Linked DNA regions of Mus musculus: region 1 is linked to region 2. A link is a contact called in public Hi-C data. All regions are on one chromosome and are shown on one strand. Each heading gives the region's core, a stretch centred on a gene start, on an enhancer-like site or on the middle of the called end of the contact. The rest is flanking DNA. Distances are from core to core; before and after follow the strand shown.

Region 1 (3,814 bases), core at 195-2,694, 350 kb before region 2:
GAATACCTCTGGGCTCTGGGTAGCCAGTATTTCATATATAAAGAAAAGCATAGATTTCTTTATGATGATCTAAATAAAATTTTGTTTGAATGCTGAGTTAATTAATATTAACTATCATAATCATTCAGAAAAGATATGCATTTAGTTCACTTACAAGGTGATATCAACTTGATTCAAAACTTAACTGGCATTTTATTATGATAAAGTGTACACTTTTATACCACCATACCATTTATGCTGTCAAAAATATTATATAAAATACTTTTCCATGTGCAAGAAAAATGCAAGTCATGTCATAAGATTTGTAGACAAGTGACATGAGTAATTAATAGAGACTATATATGTGTATATATTAATAGGACTAGTGAGAATATTTATAGAACTGCAGAAAGAAATAGAATTTTCAATAAAGAAAAAACTTACTGGCCAAATGAGAAAGTAATTTGAATAAACCCAAAGCCAAAACTCGCTTTTTAAATTATATTCCGAATTTTTCATGGTAAGAATACAAAACAAACAGCATTCTTTTCTAATCCAAAACAGTGTATTAGAGTTGTTGGTGTTCATTGTTGTGGCTTTTTCTCTCTGGATTTGCTAGATTCAGGCATTTAGCAAATTTAGCTAATCTCCAATTAGCAAATAGAGACTACATTAGAGTAATATTTTTACTATTAAGTTTTGTGATTCACATCTGAAACGATTGTATTTGTAACTTTGTGCTGTTTCAGTCTTTTATAGAATGTGAATCTGACTAGAGCAGTTTATTCCCAAGGCAAAGTAAAGATGTGGATTGTGGAGAAGCATAGACGCATAAATGTATAGAATGCCTAAATGCTTAGCAACATAAATGTATAGATGCATAAAGGCATGGTTGCATAAAATATATGTGCATAAGTGTATAGATACATAAATGTATAGATATAAAAACATAGGTGCATAAAAGCATAAATGCATAAAGGCATAATTTTGCTTCCAGTTCTAATGAAAACTCTGTATCATTGATTAAAGACTTCAGCAGTCTAATATACCTCCTCCTTGTGCATAGCTTCAGGCCTTTGTTGGTCATTGGTTCTTTCCTGGAAGGAACCTTAGTGCTAAGCAGACACGTTACTTACTTTCTTACTTTCCAGCAAGTTTCAGCTTTCTATCAACCAAAAGCCACCTTCTAAACTCTGAATCAGGAAAACTCAATTTTTTTCCTTCTTAAATGACACTTGTTATAAAAACCTTATTGAAAACAAAGTGTGGTGTATGTTAGTAACAGTGTCATCATGGTCCTTAGCTATGTTAGTAACAGTGTCACCATGGTCCTTAGCTAGTTGCTATTTCGTTTGCATGTTTATTTTTCTTACACTTGCTTTGGTTTATTCCTTTAGGAATGGCAGAACTCTATCCAGAAGAATGCAGGCCTTGCATTTATTGAACTCATCAATGAAGGAAGGTAATTAATTTTACACTTTCTGGGCAACTAGACAGTCAGCATTTAATTTCACCAGACAATTGTGCTCTCGTACCATCTGTTCTAAAATTTGTTAGAAAAAAGCTTTGAATTCAATAATTTAACATGTAGTCACTTGAATCTTAAATTAACAAATTTTAGATGTTAAGTATTTAGTTATGGAGACAAAGCATATATGAAATAATGATACTAGATTTAGTTTTGTGAGATTTGAGCCACATCTTACTGAGTAGTGAGATTGTGTTAAGCAGATCAAGTGAAACCAGTCTGCATTCCCATCTGCCACCCCATCTGTTTTCAGGCTAAGCTCAGTGTTTACACTTGAGCCCCTCATCAGTTCACATGAAGTGACTTCATCTGATCCTATCGTGTAATTGGTACCTGACTGGAAGTATAAGAGATGTTCAATACAGACGGTGTAACAGCCTTAGCTAGGAGTGGCTGCTACCATTGTTAATGATGCTATGAGAGAAATTTTATTTGAAACTATTGCTGTATTTATCACTCTTGTGAGTGGTTGCTTACTATGATTTTTGCAATGCTCTATGGGTGGTTTACACATTAAGGTTGCTATTTGTGTCACCCTTTGATATGTGTAGTTCTATCAGCCTGAGACAGGCAACCATTATAAGTTGAATTTTCTATATTATATAGTGAATTCTATGGAAAATAATTATCATATATTTGGTATGATGCTTGATTTTACGGAACAAGCTTTACATAAATTAATACAGCAGTAATGGCTATAGTATTTAAACTTCCTTTTTCATTAAGAAATAATGATCCTTCAAAAATAGTTTGTATGGGGCATCAAAACTCAGTTTTTAGTGTGGCTGTGCTTTCTTCCATCCTTGCTCTGTATCCTGAGAAACTACCTTTGTTTATACAGTATCTCAATGTACATTCCTGCCTTTGATGTCAGTAAACAATATTTTCATCATAATACAGTTCCAAAATTAAACTAAGTTTTATGCTTACTGAAGAGTGGAGAGTAAAGAGTGAACGAAATGACAAGAAATGGCGATGGGGAAAGAGAGCTGGCTCATCATCATCCAGAGAATCCAGACTAAACTCTCAGCACACACATGATGGCTCACAAGCTCTGTGACTCCAGTTACTGGGGATTATGCCCTCTTCCCAGGCATCAGAAATGAAAAGTTGGTTTTCTGTCATTAACATTGTAAGAGATAAGGGAGCAGAAATTCTTGTGCTTTTAATTAGAATATATTTATTGACAGAAAAAGAATGATACTAGAAAATTTGCTAATATCAAATATGGAAAGCTTGGAGAAGTTTTGTTTTCCAGAAGCATAAGGTTTGTTTTGTACTGAGAAGAGTTGAAAAAAGAGAATATACTGATCATTTAAAAAAATCAGAAATTCCCATCAAGAGCTTCCTGAGGAAGGGGTATTATGATCATAGTTGAAGGTGATCTTAGTCTTGACAACTATAAAGATACTTTTCGGGGCTGGCAAGATGGCTCAGTGGTTAAGAGCACCAACTGCTCTTCCGAAGGTCCTGAGTTCGAATCCCAGCAACCACATGGTGGCTCACAACCATCTGTAATGAGATCTGATGCCCTCTTCTGGTGTGTCTGAAGACAGCTACAGTGTGACTTACATATAACAATAAATAAATCTTAAAAAAAAAAAAAAAGATACTTTTCAGAATGAAAACTGAACATTTAAAAGCACACACAGAACATGAATGAGAAGAGAATTTGATTTTGTAAGGGAGCTACAGTGCTTCATAATGTCCTTTATTCTAAAATGGCTCTTATCATGACATTATGTTTAAGGTTGAAGGAACCATGCCAGTGGTATGGGAATGCCACCTTAAATTTGATCTGGGACACAGTTAAAAGACATCCACACTTGGAGATGGAGCTCAGCAGACCCTTCTGGCCTAGCATTTACGACATCTAGTGTTTGAACTCCAGTAGCACATAAATTAGGTGTGTTGGAATATGCTTCTGTTTTAGAGGTGGAGACAGGAGGATTAGAAGTTCAAGGTTCTGCTCAGCCATACAGTGAGTCTAGAATACAGACTTGATCTTAAAAAACAAACAAGAACTTGTAGAGAATGGTAATGATGTTAAGCAAAAACCCAGAGACAAGGTATGCTGCTGAGGCCTTTCCAGTCATTCCACAGCTTTCAATCTAGTGCAACAGATTCCAGCAGCCCAGGGTCCTGTCATGAAAGAACTTGTGGTACTGGGAAGTCATCATTGAGGCTTAGGCTAATATGCCGTGTGATGTACATATTCAAGGGCTCATCAGAAACCAGACGGCCCTGTGAGGCTCTGTGAGGCTTCAGTCATCGGCTTGAGGCTGATGTCACTATAAGGTGTCATTT
Region 2 (3,897 bases), core at 1,266-3,765:
TCCCTCTGGGGTACCCAGTCTCTAGTACATCCTGCAAGCAGCTGACAGGTCAATTTCCACAAAGTCCAGCTTATTTACAATTCCTCATAAAGTCTCAATCCTTGTCCCAGTCTTGGCAAAGGACTGACAGTAAAAATTTTCCAGTGTCTAGTTCCTGTTATTACTCAAAACTGATTGGTAACATCAGTAGATCCACTGTGAATCTCTATCAGACAGTGGCTCTTCTAGAATAACACCCCTTTGTCCTGCTTACCTTAGTCAATTCTGCATTTGTTTCCTTTTGGAAGCCTTTCCATCCCCACACTGACTCCAGGGGAGGGGGTCCTACACTATCTATGAGAGGTGAAGCAGTAGGCTTGAGAGAGTATCTATGAGAAGCAAGCCTAAGCTGACAGGTTTAGGATAGACACCTACCCTGTCAACAGGACACCCTGACACTCTCTCTCTGGAAATTTATCTTCACAATGAATTCCAGTTTTCCAGATGATGGCTTCTCTAATCTTATATACCACATGATTTTGAAGTCAGAGATAGCTCAGTGAGGCAAGTGTGGGGACCAGAAGGAAAGTGGGCTTTGAGTAAGTGCTCAGTCTACCTAATACCAAAACTAGAACTCACCCACAGCCATGGCTGGTTATGGACGATAATAAGTGTTTGTGGTTAAACCAATCTAGTCTGGGCTTTCTTCCCAAAATACCAAAGCAGTCACTGCCACGTCTTGGACTTCTCTTGGTTGTCCTCAGATCTGCATCCTGGCTCAAGTTGCTCACCACCTGACATGACCTCTTCTCTGCCCAGCCCAATGTATCTAGCCAAGACCAAATCACAATTAACCTACTGTAACACATCACCCACTAAACTCACTCTGGCAAGAACCTTCTGACCAAAGCTTTTGTTATTAATTGCACACTGTACTCCTACCACCTTTCATGGGCAGATTTCTCAAAGTTAATGTAAATATCAATTTCTCCATGCTACAATCAGAAGCTTCAGAATATTTATCTGACTGTGGCATATCGACTGTGCATGTATCACATACTTCTCATCTAATCTAAAATTATTTTAGGTGATTATTTACTTTCTAATAATATAAAATAGCAAGGAATGAATAGAGATACTACTTCAGAATCTAATACATTTCAAATATGAGCAAAATTATCCCTGTATCTTATACAATTATTTCTCAGTTATTCATACATTTGCCCATTGCAGTGTCTGATCACAGTTAGTACTGCCTTTTGTGATTTCTTTAGAATTTTAATTAAGGTTATCACAATTGGCACACCTCTCAGACATGTACCGTTTACTTTTTACAACCTGATTCTGTAGCCCCCTTGTGCATTCCAGAACTTATGGATTCAGCAAGAAAACAGAACTACTCCTAGTGATGTATTCGTAGCAGATTGTCATGCAAATGTGAACAAACTAGAACACCCCCCCCAAAAAAAAGCATTTGAAGCGTGATTTGTGCTCTGAAATGCTGTGTCTGAACTCCAGGCCATTTCTGAATGGCTGGGAGGTGGCTTTACTTATTCATTTATTTTTTATCACCCATACAAGATTCAGATATCAGATATCATAGATATTCTCAGTGTCTCCTCCTCACTGCCTACCTTTGCAAAGTGGATGTGTCTTAAGGTGTGGGCTGAATGTCCCATGAACACATAAGACTTCCTGACAGATTTATTTTGTAATTTATTCTGCTCAGTGTTTGTGGTTTTGTTGGATCCAGCATGTATTGCTGCTATTGAAATCCCAAATGTCTCCTCAGAGAGTCTCCACCCCATTAAGAGCCCCTAAGAGAATCTCAAGGCTGTAGTATCACATTTTGATGTTAATTACCACAGGTTAGAGGTGAGCTAGGAGCCCTTAGGATTCCAAGGCAGACCAGTGGTAACCAAGTATGACTTACTTCAGATGCCTGTATGTATGTCTCTGTCCCCACTCTCTGTACGGGGTGCTTGGTTGAAAAAAACCATTATCATTGGAAAATGAAATGATGTAGAGAAACAGACTAATGTAAGCCCGTCCGCCCTCTATAAAAGAATCACCACAAATACCCACCACCAACTGTTAGCTTTTTGACTCTGACAAAGCCTCTAGCTGCTACTGTAGCAGGTGACAGATGGTTGTAATATGTCAGTTAGCCCAGCAACTCAGGGCCCTGCACACAGCATATATAGCTGGGAATATAAAGGAATTAACATCTATCCTGTCTCTGAGCCTACCACAGTACCAGGCACACTGACACGTAAGGAAATCCTAACCCGAAGAATTACCTGGTCAATGACCTCTTCTATTGATGAAGTACGTCTACATTCTACCTTCTACTCAGATGTTTTAAATCCTTGTTTCTGACAAGGATCTAAATTTGAAGGGTGTACAAATGAACTTGAACTGCATCTGGTCCCTGTGCAGGGTTAAACAGGGAAATGCCACACTACCAGGGGAAGCCCTGGCAAGATCCAGGAGTATGGATTATAGAATCAGCTTTGTCTTTGCTATTTGTAGGCACCACATAGCTCTGTAAAGCCTGTCTTGTCTGACAGCTTTAGCTTAATCCTCTTGGAAGCAGCAGTGGGTAGAAGTTGGGAGAATTAGCTTTTGTCCTAGCCCAGCTAATAATGTGACCTTGGTCGTGCTGTCTACCCCACAGTCTTCTAGATTCCATGAGCATGCACTAAAGAAGGTCTTCCAATGCCTGAGCCCCAGTAAAAATTGTGTTCACCTATGGAATGCCACCAGAATGCTTAACATCGCCATCAATCCACCGTAATGGACTGTGTTTTCTCTTAGCAAATAATAGACCTTACAGTCTATGGATCAAAAATATTTCTCTGCAATACAGGCAGGATTCGCAAGGGATGTACTTCATTTCTGTTGTGCAGCGATGTTTTCTGTCATGGCAGTAATTATTGGATTTAAGAAACTACATTTTTCAAAGGCGCAAGTGTTGATGACTTTCCCTCTTTGGCTTTTCCTAATTTATTGCCAGCCATCACAACGAGTCTTCATTTCATTAATAAAAGAACATTATTGTGCGTTTTGCCTTTTAGTCCATCCATTATTCATGCTACCTAGGAGGCTGGGGCATTAATCTCAGGAACCCGCTCCTTGCTAACCCTCACTCTGTAGGGACTAAGTTATAATTTGCTTGCCATTAAAATTAAACTAACAAATCGATCCTGGTATCCCTCTTCGTTTCATTGTGTTTATTGTCATGGTTAGTGCGGTTCTATTTTGTTTGGCTGTTGTGTCGTTTGGGGGCCTTGCCAGAGTTCCTGGAGACACAGTGTGGATTTTCACGAGAGTAAAAGTCACCCTTAAAATGGCAAAAAAGAGGCTTGCACCAGGATAGAACCAGTCTTCCATGTGACTTCCTCAAGGTGACTCTCTGAGATATCATGGCCTGCTTTCCTGGGAAGGCTGACTGTGTGCTTCTATGCTAGCTATCTTGATCCGACACAGGACTTTGAGATTAAATGTTTAAAAGGGTCTCAACCAGCCTGGCTCTGTCACCTTCCTAGCCTCCAGCGGAGTTACAGTGGTGGCCCTTGCAGGGTGTTAGTATCAGGCTTCCGGAGGCTGAATATACTTCCTTCATCTGCTCTGCAGCCCCTGGTTTCCTTATGGAAGAGAAACTGAACAGCCAGGTGGCTGCCCCTCATCATAGTAGTGAGCCAGTCAATCCCCACAGGCAGGGCTTAGCCTAGGCAAATCTGTAAAAATTTAAAAACATAAACTAAGTCTCACAGCTGTGTCACAGGCTGGGTGGTTTTACTGCAAGTACAATTTTAGCTGAGCCAAAAGGCTTATTTATTCCTGGGTTGTTAAAAATGAAAACCTACAGACTATCTTAGATGTTGTCTGGTTACCCCAACTCTTCCTTTTATATAA

The links. A called contact is a pair of places that touch in the nucleus more often than the background predicts.
Region 1: a contact with region 2 is called in a Hi-C map of rod photoreceptor, with 4 times the contacts expected there. The contact joins two enhancer-like sites. A contact is called at or near these places in 3 of 484 Hi-C or Micro-C datasets (the HL-1 cell line, bone marrow-derived macrophages and rod photoreceptor) and 1 of 9 other capture datasets (embryonic stem cells).

Annotation. Positions count from the first base shown.
Region 1 is chr3:55,871,346-55,875,159 of GRCm38.p6, reverse strand. Nbea (neurobeachin) reads left to right here. Exons shown (of 58, transcript NM_030595.1): 36 at 1,377-1,441. Among named protein-coding and RNA genes, the nearest start is that of Gm31914, 10 kb to the left of the region's middle. Within about 2 kb of position 1,444, at least 17 of the 459 cell types and tissues checked have an H3K27ac peak or open chromatin away from gene starts, as enhancers often do. A contact at or near this core is called in rod photoreceptor, where this site is marked.
Region 2 is chr3:55,526,424-55,530,320 of GRCm38.p6, reverse strand. All of the region lies in intron 16 of Dclk1 (doublecortin-like kinase 1), which reads right to left. Among named protein-coding and RNA genes, the nearest start is that of Gm31796, 15 kb to the left of the region's middle. Within about 2 kb of position 2,515, at least 9 of the 459 cell types and tissues checked have an H3K27ac peak or open chromatin away from gene starts, as enhancers often do. A contact at or near this core is called in rod photoreceptor, where this site is marked.